Linked DNA regions of Mus musculus: regions 1, 2 and 3 are each linked to region 4. Evidence: chromatin contacts called from public promoter capture Hi-C data. All regions are on one chromosome and are shown on one strand. Each heading gives the region's core, a stretch centred on a gene start, on an enhancer-like site or on the middle of the called end of the contact. The rest is flanking DNA. Distances are from core to core; before and after follow the strand shown. Region 1 holds the start of Champ1 (chromosome alignment maintaining phosphoprotein 1). Region 2 holds the start of Fbxo25 (F-box protein 25). Region 3 overlaps Fbxo25 (F-box protein 25). Region 4 holds the start of Tmco3 (transmembrane and coiled-coil domains 3).

The links. Promoter capture Hi-C pulls out the DNA fragments that hold promoters and counts their contacts.
Region 1: a promoter capture Hi-C map of pre-B cells shows a contact between it and region 4, with 4 times the contacts expected there. The contact joins the promoter of Champ1 here to the promoter of Tmco3 in region 4. A contact is called at or near these places in 5 of 39 promoter capture datasets (the 3T3-L1 cell line, the C10 cell line, cranial neural crest and 2 more), 1 of 484 Hi-C or Micro-C datasets (muscle stem cells), 1 of 115 datasets of contacts at active chromatin or transcription factors (fibro-adipogenic progenitors) and 1 of 9 other capture datasets (liver).
Region 2: a promoter capture Hi-C map of pre-B cells shows a contact between it and region 4, with 4 times the contacts expected there. The contact joins the promoter of Fbxo25 here to the promoter of Tmco3 in region 4. A contact is called at or near these places in 4 of 39 promoter capture datasets (the 3T3-L1 cell line, hippocampal neurons, liver and 1 more), 2 of 484 Hi-C or Micro-C datasets (erythroblasts and uterus), 1 of 115 datasets of contacts at active chromatin or transcription factors (astrocytes) and 2 of 9 other capture datasets (adipose tissue and liver).
Region 3: a promoter capture Hi-C map of the C10 cell line shows a contact between it and region 4, with 2.1 times the contacts expected there. The contact joins the enhancer-like site here to the promoter of Tmco3 in region 4. A contact is called at or near these places in 5 of 39 promoter capture datasets (the 3T3-L1 cell line, the C10 cell line, hippocampal neurons and 2 more) and 1 of 9 other capture datasets (pancreatic islet).

What each region holds. Positions count from the first base shown.
Region 1 is chr8:13,868,332-13,871,111 of GRCm38.p6, reverse strand. Champ1 (chromosome alignment maintaining phosphoprotein 1) reads right to left here and starts at 1,471. Exons shown (of 2, transcript NM_181854.2): 1 at 1,301-1,471.
Region 2 is chr8:13,906,429-13,909,128 of GRCm38.p6, reverse strand. It overlaps Fbxo25 (F-box protein 25), which reads right to left and starts at 1,390. Exons shown (of 10, transcript NM_025785.3): 1 at 1,266-1,390.
Region 3 is chr8:13,922,649-13,925,348 of GRCm38.p6, reverse strand. It overlaps Fbxo25 (F-box protein 25), which reads right to left. Exons shown (of 10, transcript NM_025785.3): 5 at 1,332-1,424. Among named protein-coding and RNA genes, the nearest start is that of Fbxo25, 16 kb to the right of the region's middle. Within about 2 kb of position 1,353, at least 5 of the 459 cell types and tissues checked have an H3K27ac peak or open chromatin away from gene starts, as enhancers often do.
Region 4 is chr8:13,286,690-13,289,389 of GRCm38.p6, reverse strand. It overlaps Tmco3 (transmembrane and coiled-coil domains 3), which reads right to left and starts at 1,377. Exons shown (of 13, transcript NM_172282.2): 1 at 1,003-1,377. Dcun1d2 (DCN1, defective in cullin neddylation 1, domain containing 2 (S. cerevisiae)) reads left to right here and starts at 1,264. Exons shown (of 7, transcript NM_001024504.2): 1 at 1,264-1,586. The coding sequence starts at 1,584.

The DNA.
Region 1 (2,780 bases), core at 222-2,721, 580 kb before region 4:
GCCCTTAATTCCCTCAACAATGGACTATAACCTGTAAGATGAGATTGATCCTTTCCTCCCCACAGGTGTTTTTTGATCACAGCAACAGAAAGCAACCTAGGATGTTGGCACTATTAGTCTACGTATATACTAATAAGACTGTTCTTTCTTTTTTTAAAAAAAGATTCATTATTATACATAAGTACACTGTAGCTGTCTTCAGACACCCCAGAAGAGGGCATCAGATCTCATTACAGATGGTTGTGAGCCACCATGTGGTTGCTGGGATTTGAACTCAGGACCTTTGGAAGAGCAGTCAGACCTCTTAACCATTGAGTGATCTCTCCAGCCCAAGACTGTTTTTTCTTATTATTATTTTATTATATATAAGTACACTGTAGCTGTCTTACAAATGGTTGTGAGCCACCACGTGGTCACTGGGATCTGAACTCAGGGCCTTTGGAAGAGCAGTCAGTGCTCCCAACCACTGAGCCACCATCTCTCCAGCCCATAAGACTGTTCTTTATGAATAGCCTTTTTTTTTAAGGTTATACATTTTTGACTGGTTGTTTTTCTTTAAAAACTACAACAACAACAACACAAAGCACAAATAACCCTTACGTTTCTACACGTTTTCCAATTCCATTAACAACTTGTGTTGATCAGTGAGCTAATTTGTAACAAGTGTCACTTTTTTGTTCCCAAGTCCTGGGATGGAACCCAAGGCCTCACTCTTGCTAAGCACGGGCTCACCATCGAGCCGCAGCGTCAGCCTAATTTAGGAGATCCACAGTTTACAGGAGAGACAGTGCATGGCCACGTGTGTGCCACTAACAGTGTAGCTAATGGCTCTGAGTTCCTTGTGTTCTTGACAAGCAAGATCCGTTGACCTGGGGGTAGAACTTCTGGGCACCGAGCGATCTTTAGATTAATTAAATGTTTGGGAATACTAGATTGGCACCGGTTTACACTCCACAGTCAAGTGCCAAAGCGCTGGCCCTTTCTCGGGAAAACACCCCGCTAGGCTGCAGCCATCCATCCGAAAGGGTACCTGGGCGAGGCTAAGCCCGGATACGGTCCACGTCCAGAGACCTTCGGAGCCTCGGGACAGCAGCCCTAAAGCAGATTCCAGACCGATACCGCCCCCTCCCATCCTGTGCGCCGCCACGCAAGAAAAACACAAGGCTGGCCCCGGAGGCGGAGAGCAAGGATGAGGCCACCGGGCGCTCCGGCCTCCAGGCCGCGCCAAGCGCACCACGGCGCCCGCCCTCCCGCCGAACCCTGCAGCCCGTACCGAGGCGCCCGCCCGCCCGCTCCTCACCATCCGGCGAGGCGTCCTGAAGTGAAGAGGAGGAAACGCCCACAGGAAACTCTGGGCTGGCTGTGCGGCCTCGGGAATGGCGGCTGGACGCAGGACCAGCCGGGAAGTACCGCGCGCTCGCACCGGAAGTGCCGTCGCGTGCCTCCGGGTCGCCCCCTTCCCCCGGCCCCTAAGGTTCCCAGCTGGGCTGTGCCGGAGGAAGCAAGGGCCCAGCCCCAGGCCTGGGCTTCTGTCTCTTTGCTTAACCCCTCTTTTGATTGTTTGGGTTTTTTGTTTGTTTGTTTGTTTGGTAGGTTCGTTTTGATTATTTTTGTCTTTTGATTTGTTCCTTCCTAATAAGGATGCGTTCATTCATTCATTCCAATAAGACATACTGTCTAAACTAGAAATACAAGGCAAATACAAAGCTTTTCGAAGGCAGTAAACAGGTTTCATGTCTCCAAACACAAAACTCTAAAAATTGGCTTCAATTGCAATTGAAATGTATTCACTTTTAGTTTTAGTATTAGTCTGTTTGCTTTGAAAGATTGTGAGGACCTAGTTTACCTTACTTTATACACCTATGTAATTTCTTAAGCTTTTGCCTTTTTGTTGTTATTGGTGGTGGTAGTGGTTTGATTCCTTGCATTTTGGACTTGAATGATGATAGAAATGAACCCAGGGCCACCTTATTTAAGCATCCCACGCTGTCTGACACATAACACATTAGTGACTTTGTTTTTTTTTAAGACCGTCTCTCCCTATGTAGCCCTGATATCCACCTGTCTCTGCCTCCTTTCAGGTGCTGGGCTCAAAGGCACGAGCCACCACAAGCATTCCTAACCCACTTTTGGGAATCCATGACCGTTTGCACCAACAGTCACTGTCTAAGAGTCAGCAAGCACACTTCTTGATCCCAAGTGCTGGGATTAAAGGTGAGTGCCGCTAGGCATGGTGGTGCACGCCTTTAATCCCAGCACTCGGGAGGTAGAGGCAGGCAGATTTCTGAGTTTGAGGCCAGCCTGGTCTACAAAGTGAGTTCCAGGACAGCCAGGGCTATACAGAGAAACCCTGTCTAGAAAAACAAAAAAAATCAAACAAACAAAAAAAAAAATGAGTGCCACCACTGCCCAACTTGTTTTCAATTTTTGAGGTGCTGGAAGTCTAACCCTTGTTATTCTAAGTGAGGATGTTTGGCACCTTCAAGGAACTTAGGGGAGGAAAGGGTTTACTTTATAAGATACTGAGGAAACTCAAGGCAGGAACCTTGAGTAAGCAGAGACCTTGGTGCTATTCCTAGCTGGCTTTCTTCTAGATGGCTTGTTACCTTCCTTATACAGCCTAGGCCCACCTGCCCAGGTACGGAACAGCCCCCAGTGTGTGGGGGTCTCCCCACATAAGTTAGCAATCAAGAAAATGCTCCACAAAAATGCCCACTAGTGCTCTTACACTCTTGCCTCTCTTGCCTCTCGCCCCCTTGTTCCTCATCTCTCCCCATTCC
Region 2 (2,700 bases), core at 141-2,640, 620 kb before region 4:
ATTAAAACAGGTTCCAGGAAATTACAGGTTTCAGTGGTTTGCGTTTTTGTTCTTTGTCTTCTATTTTTTGGCTTTATATGTGTGTTGCTCTATTTGTAAATTACATAAAAAAATAATCGGATTGTACATCAATGGCCTTCATCTTCAAAACAAACGCTTTGAGCGTATAGCAGGGGCATTATAATAAAACAGTTTATAACAAAAATAGCAAGGCAGGTTCACTTTTGGAGAAAAAAAGCTTCACTCTTATTTTTTCATTTAAAATTTCGAGAACGATAATCTCCATTGTTCTAGAGTAAGAAAGAATGTATGGCCTGGGCTGGAGAGATGGGTCAGCGGGTTAAGAGCTCACTCACTGTAACTGCTCTTGCAGAAGACCCCGCCCTTGGTTCCCAGCAGCCAAGTCAGGCAGCTGACACCATAACTCCAGCCCATCAGGATGGAAGCCTCTGGTCTCCCCAGGCACTCGTGCATGTGCCCACACACAGGCTCACTCATAATTAACAGTAACAAATCCCTTTTTAAAATGAAGCCCATCTTCAACCTAGTAAGCATTTGATTTTTCCGCTGCTCTAGCTTTCTTACAAGATTTTCAAGTAAATTAAATTCCAACAACTTGGATCAAACGTGAAGAGTTTGTATAGGTGGGTAAATTTGATTGTGAAAGATCATATAAAAAAACAAACAACAACAAACAAACAAAACCACTGTATATTTAGGCTGAATGTCAGAAATGGGGTTTACTCCAAGGAATCTAGAGAGATCATCACAGATGCTTCGTAGTAGGACAACATGCCCAGGAACGAAGGAAAACGGAATGTGAAGGAAATGGGGGATCTTTTCTGATAATGGTGGGAAATCAAGCCTTGGCGCTGCAGGTAAAAGGGTGGGGGGTGGGGGGCCTTCACAGGGACAGTTCTCCAGACGTCTGAGTTCTGGGGAGTTTGAATAGGCCCAGGGATGGAGATGGAACTGCCCTGGAACAGAGGCAGAAAGGAGCTGTGAGGACAAAGATGCAAATTTCGCGTGCCTCGCGGCGAGCGCACACGCCGGCCTGAAGGATGGTGCACACACAGGTGTGCACGGGAGGCCGCACGGACCCGCAGGGGACAGGCCGGCGGCGGTGGGGGGCGGACGCCTGCATCTACCGAGGTTGGACGAGCCCACAGCCCGCTCGGGGCCCCCGGAGCAGCACGGCGGACATCGGAGGGCGAGCCAGGGACGCCCTGCCCGACTGCCCCTCCCCGTCCTGAGGCCCTTCTCACCTGCGGGTCCCTTCCAGACGAGACAGCCACCAACCACACCGAGCCGCAGCGTCCAATTATTGCCGGAAGCCGTCCGCCTCCCGCCGAGGGCCACCGCTGGACGCCCCGCCTTGGCGTCCCGCTGATTGGCCGGAGAGGAGCCACGTGATTCGTGTTGCTACCCGAACTCGGAGGCCTCGGGGCGCGCGTGCTCAGTGAGCACAAGCCCCACCCACCCATCCTAGGCGCCCCAGGGTCGGTTCTGGTGGTTTTTTTTTTTGACCCGCCTTGTTGGCATTGCCCAAGTTGTCTGGCGGAACCCGTGTGGTTAGCCTCAGTTTCCAGACGTCCTCTCCGGACCTACAGACCTCCCTTGCGCCGGGCTGGGGCTAGCAAGGACACCGCTGGTCTACACTCGGGTCCCTCACCTCACTGTCCCATTTACCTGCCTGCCTAGCTAGGCATCTGTGAATGCAAGGGTCTGTTCGGACTGCCCCAATCTCCTACACGCCAGAGTCTTCTTGCTCGTAGCCCTGGGGCTCAAAGACAGTCTTGCTGACCTGCAGCCTAGAATGGCTTTCAGTTCCTAGAAAGCTGGGAAAGCAGTGTCAACAGGTGGAATGTTTTCCAAATAGGTAGTATAGGGTCTGTAGAAAGGAGAGGGAAACTGGACCACTGCAGGTTGTGGAGCTCTTCTGCCTTGATAACAAAACGGAACTAGGAATGGTTCTTACCCGAGTAAACAAAAATATTTTAAAGTGCCTAGTGTGTAATGAGCAAAAACATATATATTCAGGTTAGTCTTTTACATTTTTAAATAGCAGGTATTCATATTTGAAATGTATTATGTAAATAATTTCTGACGTGCTTTTAGTCTAATAGTGTTTTGCGCTATACACTTTAAAAATACTAGACCAATTATGGGTGGAAGTCAGCATTATTCCGTCCACACACCTAATCTAGGCGTGTGGCTCTCGATTCTAAACCATGCCCAGTGGCTCTGTGCTTTTGTTTATTGAACTTGTAGAGGTGTGTTTGCAAGCAAAGGCTAACCTTAATTCAGACTGTTTGAAGTTTTTGTCGCTGTTACCAAGCCAAGATAATAAGTGAACAGAGACAATAAGATAGAGCTGTCCAGCTTCCAGTGGGGTTTGTCCTGATAAACCCATGCAAGGTGAAAACACTAAGTCCAAAGTGCACCTAATACACGCAGCATAGGTTATACCCAGCCTGCCACAAACCCTCAGAACATAGAAAACCTATGATCAGGTGAAAGTATTTAACAAGGTCTACTTAAAACCGAGTTTAGAGCCAGTGAGATGTCTCAGCTGGTGACAGTGCTCCTGTGGAATCCTGGAAACATGAGTTTAACCCTGGGATCCCATTTGGTGGAAGGAAAGCACTGACTCCCGTAATTGTCCTTTATGCACCTTGCCTGATCAAAAGGAAATTTAAA
Region 3 (2,700 bases), core at 104-2,603, 640 kb before region 4:
GGACACACAAGCCAGCCCAGCGCTGCCACCACAGTGAGTGGCACACCAAAGCTCCCTGTGATCTGAAACAAGACCCTTCATCCCTCATGTTGCTTTTTGTCAGAGTATTTCATCGCAGCACCAGGAAGCTGACACCCAGCCAGCAGGGCAGGGTTAATTATCTTCTGAATAGGCATAAGTCCTGACTCTTTTAAGAAAACTTCTTATTTAGAAACAGAATAAGTCACTTCTACTTTTTTTTGGTTTTGTTTTATTTTTAAAGATTTACTTATTTTATATTTTATGTATATGAGTGCACTGTCACTGTCTTCAGACTCACCAGGAGAGGGCATCAGATCCCATTACAGATGGTTGTGAGCCACCATGTGGTTGCTGGGAATTGAACTCTGGAAGAGCAGTCGGTGCTCTTAACCACTGAGCCATCTCTCCAGCCCCCGTCACTGTCACTTCTACTTTGTAAAGAGGATTATTTACAGAGGTCTTTTAGAGCTGGCAGCACTGGTACTGTGAGCGCTGGCCTGTGTCCTCCCTGGATGCTTAACTCCTCCACTCCTAAACAAGGTCCATCACCAGGGCAGCGGACTTGGATGCCCTGCAGGAGGTCAGGGGCCACTGCCCTGTGTACACTGGACACCAGAAGACGCCGTGGCTGCCTCGCCTGCACCCACCCGTGCTGTCTAGAATCACACATTACATATCACACTAGCGGAGGTCAAGAGCCATCCAGTCTCACATCTCTGTCCTGCAGCAACACTTCTAACCGCCTAGGAGGCAGTGAGAGTCTTCTGGCAGCACTGGGAACGGGCCGGCCGGTGTGAAGCCTGACTGGTGCTTTACCCACAATGCAGTGGCGTGGATGAGCCACAGACAAAAGCAAACTGCATGAGAGCTATCACAGCAAAGACCTCGCCCTTCTGAAGATCGCCCAAGGCAGAAACTCCTCAACAGCCGTCAGTACTGCAGGGAGACTTTCTGGAGTTCTAGTCCTTATGAAATCCTCTTGTCTACTGGCCAGTTGTTCCTGTGTATACAACAAGGCTCATTCCGGGTGAACACGAGAAGTGGAACATGCATGTGGAACCATCAGGGGTCCTCATGAGCTCAAACGTGGGAGGCATTTCCAAGAAAAGGACCCTGCAATGTCTTAGTTCCTGTGGCCTCTGGGACTTGCAACTGTGACCTAAGTGTTGCAACCCCCCTCCATATCTTCTCCTGAGCTGTCCCTTTCCTTTCTGTACATAGACAGGTGACCCGTTATGTAATCTCATACCTGTAACCTTCAAACTAGTCATTCGGGAGTCATCAAAGCTGCTTCCGCAAGAACCACTTACTTTGACCACGTAAGTGAACCTCCTGATGTCCTGAATGGCACTTGAGAAGTCTAGCCGGTTGAAGGCTTCTCCCAGGGTGCAGTAGCCATGCCTCTACAAGACATCAGACAGGCAGGGACGTCAGCCAGCCAAGGAAAGTCAGTCAACATCTGACACCGGCTAGGGCATAAAAGCCTCTAGTGAAAGGTATTTGTATTAGTTCTAAAACCCATGTCAGACATAAATGAGAACAGAGCAAAGACAGCAATACTAAACGTAAGCCAACTGTGTGTTACTGAGACAGGAGGCACGGCAGTTTTTCACATTGCTGCTAGAGTGAGTACTAGTGAAACTCCACTCTGCTTTCTGTTGCTGGGGACAAGGGGGAGGGGGTGGGAGGACAGGAGGCCTCGGGATCTGGTGCTGTACACACTCAGGGAGCAATTCTCTGCAGGGAATTCTCACTGCTCTGCTGGAAATGTGTCCAACCACCAAGGAGTGAGCCTTACGGGGGCCACTGGCAACCGGAGGCATCTCTGAAAAACAGGTGTGAGCAGGCCTGAGGGTATATGACCCAAGCTGGGATCATGTGAGCTGAGCACGCCAAAAGCCAACTACTACAATGAGATACAGAGGTCTGGGAATCAAGGGTGAAATATAAGTAAACTATTGGCATTCTGTCTGAAATCTCTTTTGTTTTCTGTATCGATCTGTATGGATTTCACCTCAGGTCAGGACAGATCTTAAAACCTTCCTTCTGCATCTGAAATACGTACACTACACAGATTTCCAGTTGAGAGTTTTGGGGGCAGGTGAGCTGCAGGGCAGTAAGGAACCACAGGGGACTCTGAGTGAAAGGTTGCCAGGGCTGCTGAGGAGCAGTGGAGACAGCAACGGATCTGTTGATCGCGTGGGGAGACGACACAGCTCTAAGAACAGCCCTAACGTGTACAACCCAACCACACACTCACAGGAAACACTGAGACCCACGTTTTCTCAGTGTGTGCAACACACCAAGCACTGCTGTGGAGTTGTGGGGAACAAAGGGTAGAGCACAGTGTAGAATCTGAGGTATATCTCACTTTAAGGAAAAACCTTATGGTGGTGAGGACATCTCTCCGCGGTGACGACCCTCACACAGTACAAGGTTAGCATGTACTCAGGAGCACCTGTCTGCAACGACCTGGGTCACTACAGGGATGAAGGATGGCACAGGATGCCTTGGCAATCTCCTAACATCAGACCCCATCCCACGAAGTCACAGGACACCCTGGCAGTCTCCTAACAACCTCCCCTTGTTGCTTTTCCCAGATGGAATCCACACGACTCACAAAGTAGGGGCGATATTTAATTGAGCTTGGCTTTGTACAATTAGGTTAGCTCTGACAGT
Region 4 (2,700 bases), core at 128-2,627:
GAACATAACAGGTAGCTGCCAAAGATGAAGCACTTCAGTAGCCGGCCAATCCTTGAAACTACTTTGGAAAAAGAAATAGAGAATATAATACAGAAGAGGAATAAGATGCCATGCACCAAAGGAAGATAAGTCAAACAGAGGCAGAGCAAACAGCCTATATGACTTAGAACCAATGAACCATGGCTTCTTGGTGGTGCCCAAAGGGCTGTTCAAATAGCTACTTTATTTGTTCAGGAGGTGCCAACTTAAATCCACAAAGAGAGGAGACACAGAGCCTACTCACTAGCCAGCTGCTTGTTCTTTTTTTAGTTAGGGAAGCCAAGGAGGAGAAAAAGATCTATGAAGAAAGAGGCCCTTTCATCAGTAGCAAACACTTCTCTGGTAAGTAAGCAAATCTACATTGCACCCCAGGAAGATGAGATGGATGCTGACAATAAATAAACGAGAGGTTAAACCCACTGGGCCAGAGTGACCTTCCCTGTCACTTTCAACTTACTTGATTGGTTTTACCACCTAAATTAAGAAATTAATGTGTAAACCATCTTGGTTTGATTGTTGACTCTGCCAACCTCCCTGGCTGTATAAGCTTAAGTCAAGTGTTGCAGGGCACCCACATCCCTTATTGAAAGAGACAATCTTGGGGCGTCTTTCCAGGTTTATCTTTAAGAAGAGGCTGTCTGCGGGCAGCCTCACGGGGCGGGACAGAGAGACTACAAAAAATTACAGGGAAGAACAAAAAAACGGGAGGCTCGGGGAGCTGAACCTCCGAGTTTAGGTGAAGTCTTGGAAACGGTTGTCTTCCCCCATACCCCGAAAGAACTTCTAGGAAAAGACCCTCCACCCCCTGGAAAGTAGACAAAGGCAGTCTCCTAGGAAGGATCCCCTTTGGAAGAGACAAACCAAGAAGGAGCCCCGGGTAGGAGTCGCCAGGATTGAGCAACCCGGATGAGGACCCCGGTGGAGCGCATCTCAGGACAGAAGTCCCGCAGCTGCAGAGCTTACCCCGATGGAGGAGGCCGCTCTCTGGACATGCGACCTCAGCATCACTGTCCCCGATCGAGAGTTCCCCGACGCAGCGAACCTCAGGGCCGCCAAAGAATTGCCCTCATCTCTTTCCTGGCCTCGGGACCAGGACACCGAGGACGGCACCGCCCTCTTCTTACTTCAGGCGCTTCTGACGCGCAGCTGGAAAGTAGGTGCGGCTCCTTTAAGCAGGCTGCCGATGGACAGCTCCGTCGTCCTTCGCGCGGCGCGATGCACGCCGGGAACTGGAGTCCCGGGAGCCGGCCGGCCAGCCAGCTTCCAGAGAGTGCGTAAGCCTAAGAGCCTCAGAACAGCAACAGCCTCCGAGAGAGGTTACGATGTGACCCAAACGCTGTGCCTCGGAGCTGAGGGGCGCCTGTCCACGCTGCACGCGGAGAGCCGAAGACGGAGCGAGCCCCCCCAGTCACCTGAAGGGAGCGTTCGAACACTGCGCCTGCGCAGAGCGCCTGCTGCTAGCCGCCGCGGCAATCGCCTGCGCAGAGGAAGAGCGGCGTGCGCTTGCGCAGAAAATTGAAGTCGCTTCGGCAGCCTTGGGGAGCATGGTAGGTGGCTAGCTTTGCGCTCTGCAGGTGCGGGCCAGAGCCGGGCGCGGAGGTCACCTCTCTGTGGCGGCATTAGGATAACCGAACCGAGAGGCCGGGCGTGCCCGTCGTGGTGTTGAGGGAGGGCGCGGTTGACTTGGAGTAGCATGGTGTGAAGAGGGGTGTGAGGAGCCCAGTTGGATCTCCGGGGAGGGCAGCGGCGCCGGGTCAGCTGGGTGCTGACCGGACCGGAGGGCGGGACGGGGCTGTGCGACGGGTGACAACCTGCCTGCTGGGCGGAGCCGTCCCGCTTCTGAGTGGACAGTGACGCCGATTGGGGCGGAGCTGGCAGAGCTTTGAAGCCGTCAGCCCGGGGAGGTTTGTGGAAGAGGTGGAAGGACGCGATCCCCGGAAGGTGGTGCGCAAGGCTCCGCGGGGTTAGCATGGTTTGCGATCCGCTCAGCTCTCGCCGCGGCGAGGATATCCCCTACTCGCCCGCTCTCTTCCTGAGATCAGGCTGGGAATCCTGGAGGCGGGGAGGGACCGACTGGACGCCCTGGAGGTAGAGGAGGGTTTGCCTAGTAGAGCCGTGCAAAGGCCTGGACCGCGGGAGGACGCCTGACAGTCCCATTCCTTGGGTCTCGGGGTAGCCTTGCTCCGAGAGGATGCAAGCGAATGGGAGCCGAGGAAGACAAGTTTTGTCTCTGTCCTGGGAGAGATGTCGGCTTGGCTTGGTTTGCGTAGAGGAAACAGGGGAACTGAGGACCGAACCCTGGGGAGGGAAGAGGGGATGGAACCAATACCGAGAAGGACGAGGCTGGAAAACTAAAAGGTTTGAACCTAGAAATCAAGAAATAATGGAGAAGAGCTGCAGAAAGACTCCTCTGACCAGCTGCTAGCAGACTTCAGCGGCCAAGCCACTCACCTGCGCTCTTGGACAGGAACGTCACTGGGGAAGGAAATGTTGGGAGGCTCAAGATTTGGGAACACTTGGACTTGATGCCCTCATTTCCAGGCTTGCACATGGCAAAGCACAGTCAATCTGTAGTGGGCCGCAAATCTGTTTGAGCAAATGTTTGTCCTATGAGCCCTTTGAAATTGACCATAAGAGGAGGTATTTTGCTAAGTGTCTGTG